Linked DNA regions of Anas platyrhynchos: region 2 is linked to region 1. The links are chromatin contacts, called in public Hi-C maps. All regions are on one chromosome and are shown on one strand. The core of a region is the stretch at or near the end of the contact, and the rest is flanking DNA. Distances in the headings are between cores, read along the strand shown. Region 1 overlaps LOC101803486 (glypican-5). Region 2 overlaps GPC1 (glypican 1).

What was found. A called contact is a pair of places that touch in the nucleus more often than the background predicts.
Region 2: a Hi-C map of subcutaneous adipose tissue shows a contact between it and region 1, with 2.5 times the contacts expected there. The contact joins two enhancer-like sites. A contact is called at or near these places in 2 of 8 Hi-C or Micro-C datasets (liver and subcutaneous adipose tissue).

The regions. Positions count from the first base shown.
Region 1 is chr9:13,406,153-13,413,917 of IASCAAS_PekinDuck_T2T, reverse strand. All of the region lies in intron 7 of LOC101803486 (glypican-5), which reads right to left. Among named protein-coding and RNA genes, the nearest start is that of TRNAI-AAU, 150 kb to the right of the region's middle. Within about 2 kb of position 6,372, at least 1 of the 8 cell types and tissues checked has an H3K27ac peak or open chromatin away from gene starts, as enhancers often do. A contact at or near this core is called in subcutaneous adipose tissue, where this site is marked.
Region 2 is chr9:13,841,873-13,849,528 of IASCAAS_PekinDuck_T2T, reverse strand. It overlaps GPC1 (glypican 1), which reads right to left. Exons shown (of 13, transcript XM_072042424.1): 8 at 1-8. LOC140003183 (a long non-coding RNA gene) reads left to right here. Exons shown (of 3, transcript XR_011811336.1): 2 at 2,135-2,177; 3 at 3,185-3,323. Among named protein-coding and RNA genes, the nearest start is that of DUSP28, 21 kb to the left of the region's middle. Within about 2 kb of position 1,403, at least 1 of the 8 cell types and tissues checked has an H3K27ac peak or open chromatin away from gene starts, as enhancers often do. A contact at or near this core is called in subcutaneous adipose tissue, where this site is marked.

The DNA.
Region 1 (7,765 bases), core at 5,123-7,622:
TTCAGCATGGCAGCCACTGAACATCCAGCTGCTAACACAAGGCTCCAGGACATCAGAGCTGGCCTGGCAGTGGCCTGCAATGTGACCTGCATGGCTGGCGATGCCCAGAAAACTAACTACAGACCTTTGGCAAAGGGACATAGATGTAACCTCTTCACCAAATGATGTGAAGAGAGGCAAAAGACCTACTTGCAGTGCAAAGCATAACCAACTCTTGAGTTTCCTTCTAATAACCCACTGGCTCTGCTAGCCTTGTGTGTTCTTACTACTGAGTGATCACTTCTGTAACAAAACCAAGCTCAGAAAGACTGAGATGAACTGAAAAATAGTGAGATTCAGAGGAGATGGGCTACAATTCTTTAGAAGGGCCAGGGCACAGAACTGAAGAGGAATCACCCAGCCAGTGAGAATGGAGAAATTCCTCCAGTCTATCACAGCCAGGAACCAAGACTGCACTAGGAAAAGACATCATTCATACCCATCTGACCCGAACTACTACCTTGCAGGCAGTGAATCTTCCTACCAGTGCTGCAGCACGTCAAAATAGTTTGGAATAAACACTATACATTTCTCGAAAGATAATCTGATTATTTCACTTCTTTGCACTATCTAAAGCATTTTTTTTGTTGACATCAGATCCTGAATTACTGGAAATGTACATTAAGTAGGAGCAGGAATTGGCTTGCTTTATTTAATAACCTGCAATTTAACTGAAATATTGTAGTACAGAATTGTTAACTCTGGTTACTGCTCTAGTACTTTATTCATACTAGACCCAGAAATGTCAGTAGGAACGGTCAGGAATGATATAAAAATATTGTCCCTGCAACAGTCCTGAAAGTAGCCATTACATTAGAGCCCAAGGACAGCACATACCGGTTGAATTCTCTTCCATACCTTTAAGATTCACGCCAATGTCATACCACTAATCATTTGGGTAAAGCTATGATGCTTTAAAAAGCAAATAAACACACCCCTCAAACCACACTTTACAGTATTTCAGAAGAACAATTTCAATTATTTTATATCTCAGCTAACATAGCTGCTTGCAGGTTTACAAAAGGGTGAAAAGTGAAATGCTATGTACACATGGGATTGCATTTCAACTGAAGATACACATTTTTATTTTCTAAATAAATATAGATAAATTAAGAAACTTGAGTCTAAACATTTTTTTAAATAAAACCAGATGCTGTTCTGAAACATTGTGTTCTTTTTAATTTCTAATAAGAGAAGGGATTAAGGCACAGGATTCTCTCAAAGACAAATAGACCTTCTTAAATAGTTCAATACTTTAAAAACAACATCCAAAATGGAAAGGACTTCCAGTTCCAGGCAAACCACTGCAGGAGCGGCATTAGGGATAGATCTAACTAGCAGCTGTATTTAGCCACAATAGCCCAAGGAACAGGGTGCTGTTTTCACACCACTTCCTCCCCTGCTCCTGACAGTACACAACACCAGTCTGGATAAAAGTGTCTGATAAAGCTCTTATCGGAGCTTCTCCAAATATTATTGATCAACCTCCAGCTGGGAGACTGCTTCCATTACTCCACTTTCCTTGGGGTGCTATTACCCTCTGCTGTGCCACTAGGCACCCCGGTGCTTTGATGCAGTGGCTAATGGCCTGTCCTTTTCCGGAATGAAGTCAGCTCCAGCGTACGTACTCACCCCAGGGATTAGAGAGCAAGGCGCCACACCAAACATCGTGTGCTCTGCACCAGGCACGGAAAATTTCTGAATAATCTATACTGGAAATTCAGGATGCCCTGATCTTCAGCTGAGTGTAATTCTGCTAATTTTAGCTCTCTTTCCTCTGTGTATTTGGCCCAACATAGCTGCTTGACAGTCATCGTGATTCTTATTTAATTGTGGGAGAAACTGAACATCTAACATCACAAGGCAAACCTGAAAATCCTGGCCTCACACTCTGTTCAGAAGAATCCATGAATTTCTGTGAACATGTCTACAGGAAAGAAATTGCTCTTGATGAAATAGTTTGTCCTACAGAGCTTCCATATAAAATACATAAATATAAATATATAAAGAATAAAATACACTGGCTACAAAATGAATGATACATTTGCTGAGTTCTTTCTCACTTGCTGACCACATTTTTTGGATATAATTATGCACTATATATCACCAAGAAAGAAATCTTAGAACAAGTATTTTCCAAAATCTGGCATACATTTTTTCACCAGTTTTGTTAGCACTGCTTGAATAATTCTGCTGTGATCACCAAGGCTGAAACGGCAACACAACACCTTTCTGAGACATACTGGTAAGCTCAAACAAGTAGTGACTAAGAGTACTGGTCTGAAACTCACATTATGCCATTTATTTCTTTGGAGTTGTAAAAATGTGACTGTCCTATTTTCTATACGAAAGTTGAATATATTCTGTACCCCCCGAAACCTGCTCCACACAGCAGAAAATCACATTAAAAACCTGCAGACTGTTCCACCGATTAAAAATGTATTTTTTCAGCCTTCTAAAAAATCAACAGCTGTCCAGCAGCCTGCTAAAGCGAGCAAAGTCTGAAGAAAGCAAGCCACTGATTTTATAATCAACAAAATCATAAAACTATTGAAACAAAGCTAGACTTTACAACAACCATTTCACATCCAGCTCTGCTTTTTTTCATCTTTGTGCATAAATTCTTAAACAGGAAACTATTCTAGAGATATATGTTGCCTGTAAAACCACCCAGAAGTAGCTAGCACTATGCGAATAATAACTATAATGAATTTAAATTATGTCTTTTCAGGCCCATATGTCTGAGAGTCAGTCATTCACTACAGGCTCTTATTTGCTAAAAAAATTCTGAAGTAGCCTGTTTATTTCTGCAACATACTCAACACACTGTCAGAGCAGACACCACCCACCACCACTAAATGACTCAGAGGTTAAAGGGTTAGAGGGGGAGAAGGGAGGAAAGAGCTTTGAATGTGTCATTTAGTAGAAGCAATGAGAAATATGGATAAGCTATTTAACCGGCCTTGAGATCCACTGAACAATTAATTCAGTTACATTAGGCATGGTTCACCAGATGGTGTGTTTTGTCTTATATTTATTCATAATTTGACCCTTGGGCTGGAATGGTTTGCCTGAAATTCAATTACGTGAATCCACTGCATATCTACACCAGGCTGTTGTGTCTCCAAGTTTGTAATTTTTGAACCTTTCTTGTGTGCATGCGACATTCTGACCTACAGGGCTCTGCAAGGAACGATTTTCTCCCAGTTCAAAGCAAGCAGAAATGACCAGTAAAAGCAGTGACAAAAAAAAACTACATGCTTGAAGAATGAGCTTGAAATGATGCATTGAGATTATCAGCTCTGATCCGATCAGCTCTTTTGCCCACACTTCTTCACAAAAGGAAAAGACATGCAGAACATACACCTTTATATGTTTAGACCCCCTGTCTGGTCATTGGAGTTATATGTGACTCAACAATTAATTTCAAGGAAGCAAAGAAAATGCCATTTTCCCATCGTTTTCTTGTTGCTTAAACCCAGTTCTCCTGGAAGAAGCGCCAGCCTTTGAGCCAGCTATCCCCAAGCTGTCCCATGTGCTGAGTCTGCTGCTGCCCCGGCCAGCTCTTTCCATCCTTGTCATTAAAAGTGACCAACAGGCAGATAGGCAGTGGTTCACCTCTGAGCAGCTAGCTTCCCAAGCGGCTCTCCTTGGAAAAATGCCTTTATTGTACTTGTCATTTCTGTCACAGTTTAGAAAACCTGGATTATGGTCATTGAACACCTTGGCTGAGAGGTCTCCAAGAAAGGAATGGTCAGTCCTTGACACTGTTCTCGAAGAACTACATCATCTTGCTCTAAGTAGTCACAAGAAATTAAACACTTTATTTAGAAAGAAATACACCTTAATAAATTTACTGTCAGGTAACCAGCAGCCAGGAGGGGCTAAAAAAAAAGTTTGCAGTTTTTTTTTTTTTATTTGTCTTATAGTTCAGCTCATTTCTACCTAACCATCTTGAATATCAGTGTGTAAGCACTTTATAGAATTAAATCTTTGAAGATTTCATGACTATAACGTTCATTCAGTTAGTGTGATACGTTAGGTCCTCCTGCAACCAGCACCATTAAATTGATATACTCCTTGTTTATAAAAATGGTTTCTGTAAGGCCTCTGCTCATTGCAGAGCTACAGGAAGGGGAGCTCGATTCCACTGAGCAGCTGACAAAAGCCTTCTCTAACAATTAACGTCCTGAGTGTGCACTGTGTAAGGGGCCATTCTGGGAACTCTTTCATAGCTCCAGATTTTTCCAAGCCTTGGCATGCAGCACTGGAGGCTTCTGGATGACTGTTGGAAGTCACATCTGTCAACTTGCTGGCTAACCTGAAAATTAGTGGGGCTTGTTTGCTTGCTTTTAAGGGAAGAAAAAAACATAATTTACGCCAGTGTACAGCAGGAGGAATTCTACTGATGTCAGTGGAGTTATACTAGTGTAAAACGTGGATACATCACATGAGAATTAGACCCTTTGTGCACAAAGAAAACATTTCTTGTGTTCTTAATGATCAACTGAACACAACTAGAAAAATATTTTCCAAGAAAAAGATTTATCTGTTTAAAAATACCTACATAAAGGGTTCATTTTGAAACGATTAAGTAACTGCCAACAGACTACAAGAAAGCTCAAATCTAGCACATAATGAGCTTAGCTGCCCTGAAGATTTTGTGAAGCAGAACTGACACGATGTGAATATCCCCTCTGCCAGAACTATTCTAATGGGCTTCAGTGGAAGTTTCATAAATAATCTTGTTTATTAGTAATTATGGGAAATGATGAGACAAATGCTGTTTGCTAATGGGCTAATTCCCCCAAAAAAATCACAAAGCCGAAGAGCATTTATATTTCTTCTACACGACAAACAGAAGACCTCCTGCACTCGGGATTATAAGGGCAATTTTAAGACTGCAGGTACAAAAAGAAGTTACTAGGGTTTCAGATGACTACATGATGCAACCCCATGAACACATGGAAAATCACAGTGAAGAGCAACTTGATGATGGAGTGAGTGTACATGTAAAAGATCTTACCAATAAAACATGGTTTCATCAGGTTTTCCAGAAGCATGCTGAGTTGCAAAGAACACATGTAAAATGCCTGGAAAGTGCTGTAGAGAAGTTATTACAGATTGTAGGTGAAACAGCCTACTTTCTTTTCCTACATATACAAAAAGTTAACACTACCTTCAAGGCACACTGAAAGCACCAAAGAACTTTGTAGAAGTTAACTGGACAGCCTTTATTGCATTGAGGGAAGGGAAATAAGTACTTTTCTGGACTAACATCAGATAGGAAGGCTCTTCAGCTTAAAGTGGAATAACCTTTACAGGACATGCAAATGTCATTCTTTACTCATCAAAGCAAAAATAAGCCATGATAATGATAGAAAACCAAAAGGTGATAAGCTAATTAGGAACTGGCAGCATAGAGATCAATCCCCATTAAATGAATTTGAGAAACAGAACAGAAAATAGCACAACAAACAAACAGTACACAGTTATCAAAATAACATCTTTGACCATTCCTAGCAGAAAAAGTAAAGCTGAAAAATTTTTTTTCACTAACTCCTGGGCCAGGGGAGAGCATTCTTGAAGTACAAGCAGGAGACTGGAGCTAAATCTTGACAGAGAACCTGATTCTGCAGAAAGCACACGGGAGCACGACTGCCTAACTTTTTAACTTGAGAGATGGAAGACTCATGGAAAACCAGACTGACTCAGCATAAAAGAAAATACAGTCTTGAGAGAGGAGAGGACTTGAACTCTTTGAAAAAAAAATAAAAATAAAAGCAGACTAGCAATAAACCTCATGGCAGCAGAGAAAGAATGAGAATCAAGCAGGAGCTCATAACATAATATTTGGTTGATGGGTCTTTTGGCAGGCAAAGGTGGCAAAGATCCAATTCCCTTTATGGAAAAATCCGGGTTCTGATACTTAAATATCAGGCTTGACATATCCTAGTATACAATAGGATATTTTATGATCTGATCACAGATTTTTTTAGGAAGCAAAAAGGGGAACATCCTAATTTGTACAGTATCAGACAGATGTCACAGGGAGAAGACCTTGCCTGTGGCTCATTAAAAGCAAAGCAAAACAAAACATAACAAAAAGACATTAATGCTAAGAGGTCAAAATTCCAGCTTTCCTCAGGAGTCAGTTTCTCCAAATACACTTAGATACACATGGCAGATTAATGAACGGCTGACGATAACGAACACACAAGCTGCAGCTCTGGGTGAAGGCAGCGCGGGGCCTGATCTCTGACCCCAGCAGGCTGGGCTGGAGCCCCCTGCCCTCAGCAGCCCTGCAGCTCCTGGCGGCTGGCAGCCCTCCCGCGGCAGCACGTGGCACGTGGCCGCCTGCTTCCATGGCCCGAGCTGCTGCTGAGCCAGCAGGGCAGTGTGGCTGCTGCTGCTGACAATCACTGCCGCAATTTCAAGTTTCTCGTCTTTGTTTTTAATGATTGCTGCAACCGTGCTCCCCGTGTCTACTTCCACATCCCTTTACCTGCCCTGCTGATTAAGCCAACGTGGAGCCAGCTTTGTTTACTTTCTAAACCCCGTTCTTCTCTCCTATGCCAGCCTGAAGCACCTCCTCAGGCTGCTCTTTCTGGTGGCTCTCTGCCTACCTCCCCATCTCCCTCACTGCCTGCCTCTATTGCAGCATCAGCAAAGCCGGCAGCTGCTGCCAAAGCTGGCACAGAAACGGCATTTAGCTGGTACTTAGTGGACACAGGGAGTAGATCAGGTATGTCACTACTAGAGAGAAGGTGTTTTAGCTTTAAACCTGTACAACTCTTACTCACAGCAGCAAAAACAAAAAGGAAGTAATCGTGAGGCTAGGTTTGACCTAGGAGCACCTCTGTCCCTGGGAGGGACCCGGAGGGACCCACCCTTGCTGAGGCAGCCAAGTCATTAAATGTTAAACCCAGTGCCTATCAGACCTTACATCTACCTTCAAACCTATCCCCAGCTGCAATCCTTTCCCTTCCTACCTCATGTGAAGGAGGCATTTGGGTTGTGCAGACCCATACTCTCCTCTAAGCATGTCTTCAGAGACCTGATACAGGGCAGGTGAGACTTACTCTTCTTGATCAGGTCTTTCTGACCTGGTCTTAATTCCCCCGTAGCAGGTGTTTGGCTCTTTAGCCACAGATGGGATGGAAGAATAACTGGTCCCTTCTGGCCTGCAGGAGTGTGAGGTCACACTTCCAATCCTTTTGTATTTCCAGGTTAAAAATGTTGTGATTAAGATGGCAGCACTACATTTTAGGTAAGTAAATAAGAGGCCTTCGTACTGTATAGAAAAAGATCAGACCACTGAAGACTTCCAAATCTCCTGACTCATAGTTTTTAAGCTCCTTCACTTTTGCTTAATCTTCTCCACCAGCAAGACAGCTGAATTCATCATTCCAAAGCACCAAAGCTTTATTCTGCACAGAGGAAGAAGTATTTTATTGCAGAAACTCTAAGAGCTACCTGTACAGCTCACCGGCAGATTTATAGATTTCATCCAACTCCTTCCCCTTCTGCAACTGCCTAACTGGCACAGATGAGGACAATCAACATTTATTGTTCCCTAAACAGCAAAACACCAACTGACAAAATGATCTCAGCATGTATTGCTGTCAGTGGGTGAGAGCTATGGGCACCAGATCAGTCTTAGCTTAATTACAGTTATCCCAAAGGCACCCTTGTTGCTAGAATTCCTTAGGGACGCACCAAATCC
Region 2 (7,656 bases), core at 154-2,653, 440 kb before region 1:
AGGGATACCTGGGGGAGACGAATCACAGTCAGAAACACCGGCAGGCGAGGGGGGGAAGGTGCTGCTCCAAAAGGCAGCGTGGCTTCCCATGTGTGTGGCCTGGGAAGGCTGAGTCCCCTCTCACCACCTCTTCTTCCCCCCACCCTCCCTCGGTGTCACCCCTCACTGGAGGGATAGGACCTCAGAGTCCTGTTGGGGAAAAACAGGGAAAAACTGTAAGTGGGAACCATCATTCTTCACCGTACCAGGAAAAAACTGTCAATTAGGCACCAACCCCCTTCCAGGCCAGGCTTGCCCCCCAGCAGACAAAAAGGGAACAAGCACAAGCCTGAAACCAAAGAGCCCCTTCAGCGTCATCACCATGGCTGAGGGACACAGGGCTCGGCAGCACTCGGCCCCAGCATGCCATCACACCACGTTTAAAGGCTGAGCATTGTGGTGGCGAGGTCAGGCTTGTGCTAACTGAGCCCATCCCTCCTGGCGTCGTGACCACAGGCTCTGGCCGTGTGACCCTGCCACATGCCCGGCACGAGCCGTGCCCTCCCTGCAGGATGGATGCTGCTGCAGGTGCAGGTGACCCACCACAAACCGCAGCTCCGGGCTGCTGGGGGAAGCACAGCAGGGGCCAGGACGTGAAAAGTTCTCAGCTGGCACCTTTGGTAAGGAGGATGGTGTTGGAGAAAGATTTGAACAATTGCAAAACCATGGGGAATTTTGGAACTGCCTGCTGTTGAGAGCACTCGACACTGGAGAGAGATTGCTCTCTGGAAGCATCTGAGGAGCTGCAGGAGCCGGTGAAGTGAGCCAGACGCACGGTGTGAGCAGCTTGTAGAGCCTGCACGTGCAGCCGATGCTCTTCAGGGGTAACTCTGGGGGTGGCTGCTGCTGCAGGGCTGGAAACAGCCCCTGACTTCCTCACTAATTGTGACAGATACTCAAACACAGCCTGTCAAGCTTCTGGAAGAAGAAATTCTGGGAAGAAAAATCCAGTTCCTAGGCTGACAGAGAAACCCCTGCAGAGTTCCCCCTCCCCTCAGCTGCCTGCGGTGCAGCACCTCACCTCCAGCCAGCCTCGGACGAGAGAGGTGGCGTGGTGCTGGGCTTTTGTCTGGCAGGAATGCACTAAGAGAGCCTCGTGGGGACATTTTAGGACCAGGATAAGACTTTCTGGGTCTCGCAGAGAGAACCCACACTCGGAACACTTCACCACCAGCACGCACCCTGAGACGCTTTGTGCTGAACACAGCACCCCTCCTGCGCGGCCTGACGGAAACACCAAGCGAGCCTAGGCCGTGCTCTGCTTTCCGGGAGCGCTTTCTGCTGCGTTTCTGGGCCAGTTCCCACCGGCAGCTGGCGGTGGCTGCGGTGCGGCCGTGCTGCCAGGAGATGGAGGCTTCGTCCCACAGAAGCCAGCAGGGCCGCATGCATCGCAGCCAGCACTGAGCGAGGAGGCAGCACCAAGGCCCCGAGCTGCGCGGGGACAGCCGGGCAGAGGGACAGGAGAACAGAACAAGTCTCAGGGCTGTTCTTGGCTCAGGGTGTAAATAGCCATGACTGAACAGTACCCAAAAAGGCAGCAGGTATGAACGCACTGACTGCTAACACACTCACTGGTGAAGACCTTCCGAAAGCAGAATGTTTACATATAAAGCAGGAGGTGCAGCTAGGAAAGGAGCTGCAAGCTCTCCTTCCGCAGGAGGATGTGATGTGCAGGAGGCTGACCCACTTGGGCTTGGAAGCAGGACAGTGGGGTTGCCCGCTGCCCGCCCAGGATTCCCCTCTGGGCAGGTGAAGGCTGGCTGTCCAGCAGTGGAGAGGAAAGCCACCAATATTTAGAAAACAAAGCTACTCAGTGCCTGGCCACATCCCATGGAGGACCTAGAGAGAGACAAGTGACAGATCTTGGCTCAGAAAAGCATCTACATCACGCTTGGCTTTAAAGCCCTGTGTAAACCCAGCAGCTGTACTGGTGCTGCTCACATGAATGCAGTGAGGCTGTACCGAAACGAAGTGTGCAGTGCACCCAGCAGGCTTTTCACTGGCATTTCTGCTTGCAGGATTTACTCTTTTATTCATTTATCTATTTATTTATTTATTTTATTTATTTATTATTTATTTTTTCCCAACAAAACAGAGAGGACCTTTGCAACTGGAGGGCAGTGCTACCTCGTCCACTGGTGAGTGCCATGGGAGGCCCAGTAATTAACCAGGGTCACCCGAGCCCTGCCATTATCCGAAGGGCCTGCCTGTCACTGTGCCAAAGTGGCTTTGCCTCCTTGAGGACAGGGGAGGGCCACACTGCTCTGGGCGTGGTTGAGGTGGCTCCATCCCTGCAGCCTTTTCCCCTGGGCCGAACAGGCCACATGTCGGCACAACTGCTGCTCTGCTGAACCTGGCAGGGGCCAAGTGTTCAACTTAACCTCGTGGCAGAAACAATAAGTGTCAATTTTTGCAGGTGGAAGAGGCCAGGCTCCATGCCCTTTCTCCAAAGAATTACTCAAGCCACCTATGCTTGCAGCAGCTCTCCTTTTTCATAGGCGGACTGCAGAGGTGAACTGAAAACAAAGGGATGAGAGAGGGCACAAGGAGGAATTTCAGCGAGCATTTCCAGCATGTTTCACTTGGCTGGAGCTCAGCTCCGCATCATTCCCCACAGCCCAGCCCATGGACTTTTGCTCCACACAGAGCAGAGGAGAGGGAGGGGATGGGGCTCCCAGAGCTCCTCCTGGCACTGACCCTGCACCGTCCCTCTGTGGGTCTTGGAGCATGTTTTGGAATAGAGCCCTGCACAGCTCTTTAGTCCCTGTTGAAGCAAACTCCCATTTTTTTTTCAGGTAGCACCTCACCCACAACACACACAAGTACAGCTGCCCTGATAGAGACCTTCCAGGGAAGGGTGGGTATTAATTTCCCTTGGCCACTGCTACCAAAGCGTTGCTAGTTCAGCTGATGTGCTCTTGGAGAGCTGGAATGGAAAGCCCCTTGGTGTAGCATGCCCAAAGGGCTTCTCTGGTCTTGCCCCTTTGCCCTAACCAAGAGCCCGTTCACCTTTCCCTGCAACTGCTACAGAGCAGCACAGACAAAGGAGCCAACACAACAGGAGGAAAAAATCCAAAATAAAGGACCCCACCCACCAACACCCTCATACTCTAAGACACTCCCTTGTTCTGTTTTTTTCCTACAGCCTTCAAAAGGCCCTAAAACATTCTGACCACCCCCCTGCTCAGCAGCTAACAACCTGCCCCGCAATAACTGATGGATCAATCAGCGACGTCCTTTGTGCAGCACAGGTGGCCTGGAAGCAGCAGCGTGCGAACTCTTGCAGATGAAGTGAAAGCTAACATCGTGTGTTCATCGTTAATGATCTGGCACAGCGTGATGACAGGACATGACAGCAATTGCTTTCTCTGAGTACTATCGGTCTGGCCCAGCCTGTGACTTCTGGGGGTGCCTGACTGAGCTCCCACCAGGGCCGCTGTCACTATAAGGGGGCTTTCATTAGGGCGCTTTGGGAAACACCAAGTCGTCAGGACTCAAACTTTCCCTAATAGCAGCTGACAAGTCAGGCAGGAAAACCAGCAATGCCACCTTGGTGCAAGCCCAGCCCTGACATCCCTCCCTCATCTCACAGCTGGCAGAAGGGCTTGCACGGCTCTGCTCCCTGCCTGGCCACAGCACGGAGCTGCAGAGGATGCTGCTCCGTGTAACTTAGAATCAGAGAAGAATCAAAGAGGGACTCTTCGGGGTCAGTGGTGGATGTTTTCCTTAAGTTTCCTGGTGGGAAGCCCTAATTAAAAGACCTGCTTATAAATTGGCTAAAACACATGATGCCTGCAAACAAAATGCAAGTGTAAGTTGACCACCTACTCCTACCAAGAATCAGCTGAGAGGCCCAACGTCTTACATCTTTGTGGTGCCATTACTCAAACTGTTCACCTCCACAGAAACCAGGCCCACCCACAGCAGCTTAAGGCAGTCCACCCAGCTGGCCCCAGGCAGCCAGGATCCCACCTCCTGCATCTTCTGATTCATGACAGTGCGTTTACTAAACATGCTGCACATCCTGATATACACGTATTAGAGCTCATCTTACACAGACATGATTTCCAACTACAGGGTTTCAGTAACAACCTTCCTTCTCCATGCTGACATGGCTCTCCTTTAGCTTCAGTGGCACCTATAGTCCCGTCTTAGGTCAGTGACCTAGAAACTGCATAAAGATGTCAGGAAGAAATGCACAATACATTTGAGAAGCCATTTACCAAGGACCTGAAAAAAGAACATTACTGAGAGAGATGGCTTGGAGCCAGGGCACTCCTCATTCAGTTGTCAGAGATATAAATAAATATGCCAAACAAAGCTAAGCCCAACTTAAAAATACATTTTTCCTATGTCATTGCTCAGTTAAAATCTGTGTACTGTATTCTGATCCCAGTGACATCAGTGGGTGCAGTTCCTGAAAGCCTAAGCCCAGTGATGAAGTGATAAGGAAAAATAATATAATTTCTAAGAAATACCCAAAATGGGGGACAACTTGGTATTGAGCAATGACTCATTTTAATTAAAGCTACTTTACAGCTGGGGATACAGTAGTTGATTTGAGTAGCAATGAGCTAATGCGACGGGAACAGGTGGCTGCTTCATAAAAAGCACCGTTTCACCATCGGCACTGACATTTCAAGGAGCTTGTCATCAGGTATTATCCTGTGACTGCGGCTCGCATTGAGAGCCCAGCTCTGTGCTTTTCCATGGCTACTTTCCAAAGCCTGATGTGCCCATGCGTGGTAGATGGAGCCACCCGAGCAGATGTGAATTGCCAGAGGCAAGCACTTCACCAGAGCACAAAATCTCCGCAGAATCCCTCGTATCATGTCTGGGGTGGGAGGGGAGCTCGCGGGTTTGCACGGCTCGTGGCACCACCAAACGGCGCAGCCGCTGAGCTGGGACTCACCGCGCGACTGTTCGGCACCGGCGCTTGCGGAAGAGCCAGCAGGGAATGAGCACATGTGGAGATAATACGACAGAAAATTGAGAACGCGTCGTCCTCAGCATTCAAAGTGGCATTTGTTTCCCTCATTTTTCCTCCTCCTGAGCAATGTTTAAATCAATTACAGCAAAATTAATGACTTTTGCAAGCAATTTGTTGAGAGGATAGGCTGGGGGATTAGTCCCAGGCTGGGTTCCCTGCAACCACAACAGACAATTTAGAAAACATTCAGCCTGGAAGGCTCCTGACCAAAAAGGCCCCTGCCAGGTAGTTTACTAATATGCTTCCAAGGCAGAGAATCACAGAAATGCAGGGAGCTGAGGGACGAGCAGTCACCTACTCTGTCTCCTGGCACTGAGACATGCTTAAGGAGAACTGAGCTGTCCTTACTATTATCTAAAACATGTATTCAGGATAAACTTTCTGAAGGGAAGACGCAGGTGAGGCGAAACTACTTGTAGAATGGGAGAAAGAGCTCAACCACGTGAGGCTCTCCTGCATCAACACTGGAGGCACCGAAAACACCTGAATGCAGACAGCTCTTGGATCTGCCAAGGCCTTGGTCTCCATGGGATGCACAACTGGGAAGCACTCTGGCTGCAATGGCTAGATTTTTCCAGAGCATAGGAAAAAGCCTTCTTATCCTTCCTCTGAGCCTTTAAAGAATGTCTCAAACTTGTGTTTTTCATGTTCAGTCCAAGTCCCCCATCTTTGCACAAATACACATGCTCATACATACTAAAAGCATGTTTTACAGAGCCACGGGATACTCCTCTTGGAACCCCACCATCATCTGTTCTTTTCCCAGTGAATCACCCACCCAGGTTATCTGTTCATTTTCCAAACAACATCCCCTGGTTTGTAGATATCTCAGTGTAAGGTTTGGTGCAAGCCACATGGGGTGTGAAAGCACGGCGCAATTCCTCCTGGCACGGAACTGGACTGCTCTAAAACTATCACAGTGGAAGGCTTTTTTCACCCTTAGTAACTGGAGCCTCATAGGACAGGTCACAGAGAAGAACAGAGAGATGCAAAGAAAACCCATGTTTTCTGCTGTTACCTTAATGCCTATGGCTTGGAAAATATTTGAGGGTAACACCCTCACAGAAGGGCCTGTGAAAGTAGTGATAGAAGCCTTAAATATTAATGCATTACCATGTCTTTCTTTTTTAGCTAAAAGCTGCTACACCTTCAATCCAAAACACATTTCTTTATTCAAGCCAATTCTTTTCTGTGAAGGTCCAAAGAACTAAGAACTAGAAAGACCGAAGAACTAAGTTTGGGATGCAGAGCAGATGGCCCCGGGCACCAGTGACAACGAGGTGCTGGTGCCGGGACAAGCTCTGTATCATCACATCCAGGGGTTTTAGGGGTCTTTGGATCGAGCACTGATCCTCCCTCCCACTCCCCAGCTTTCTGAGTTCTGGAGAAAGGCTGAAGGAAGCTGCATGCACCTGGAAGGACACTTCAGCAGCGACAGAGTCACACTGCTACCCCCAGCACGAGCAGAGCAGGCCTGGCTCTGGCCAGCTGCAAGGGGCGAGCCCAGCTCTGCTGCTCCTGCAGCCCCTGGTAAAGCTCCTTGTGTGCCCGTGAGGAGGTAGGCAGCTCCTTCAGCACCCAGCACCTGTGGCCAAGCTGCAGATGCTTTTGAAATGTTGGCTTCAATCGAGGGAAAGAAAAAAAAAGCAAAACAAAAACAAAAATCCCCACCCAAATCCTTTCTCCTTTTGAAGTCTGGCTTAGAAGCAAATGAGAACCTGCAGCTGAGCTGCAATGTGATGGGACTCCTTGGCCTTTGAGGGCCTTTAAGTACATCTGAAAGGCATTTAACACCAATAAATGAAGTGCAGCTCTTGCTGCTATTTTCCTACCCCCCTCTCCCGTTGCATGTTCAGCCCCAGGCTGCTGGGAGCCATCTGTGCCTTGCTTCCCAAGGAGCCAGGGTCAGGTAGGGGGGAGAGATCTGAGGATGAAGAGAGGCCCGGGTGAGAAATACAGTGGGTGCAGGCAGGTTGACTGATGGAAGAAGACCAAGCCAGTCCGTAATGCCTCTGGCGGAGGTGTAGCTCTCTTGGCCCTCTCCCCTTGAAACATTTTGCCCCAGGGAGCTCCCTGCGGAGTGGGGTGCTGTTGGTGCTCACCGTGTGGGATCAGGTCCCAGCCTGTCGTGTCCCTTCCCAGCCCTCTCCGCCCAGGAGCAGCACAGCTGCAAGGTACACACAGGCACGTGGACCTGCAGCACCAGGCTGTTCTGACACGATGTGGGGATGGTTGAGGAGAATACAAAATACCTCCAGAAATGTCAAATATATGACAAAAAGTGCCTGCGCTAACTCACAGGTGTATTTTTCCAGGTAGAATATCTGACTGTCTGAATGGCCATTTTAACCTCCAGAAACACCAACTGAACCCAGCAACATCGGGCAGCTTGGGTTCCCAAACCTACTGACACTTTAAAGCCAGCAGCTTAGAGGCAGCTTTCTAAACCTGAGGCAGGTGCATGTCCTGACAGCCAGTGTGAGAACGCACCTAGAGCCGGATGCCTCCACAGCAAGACTACGGTTTACCGCTGTTCTTGTTCACTGCATGTTTTTAAAACTCACCCAGCGACCTGTAGTTTTACAAACCACGAGACCAGCTCCTGACATGGGGCTGGGATCAGAGCG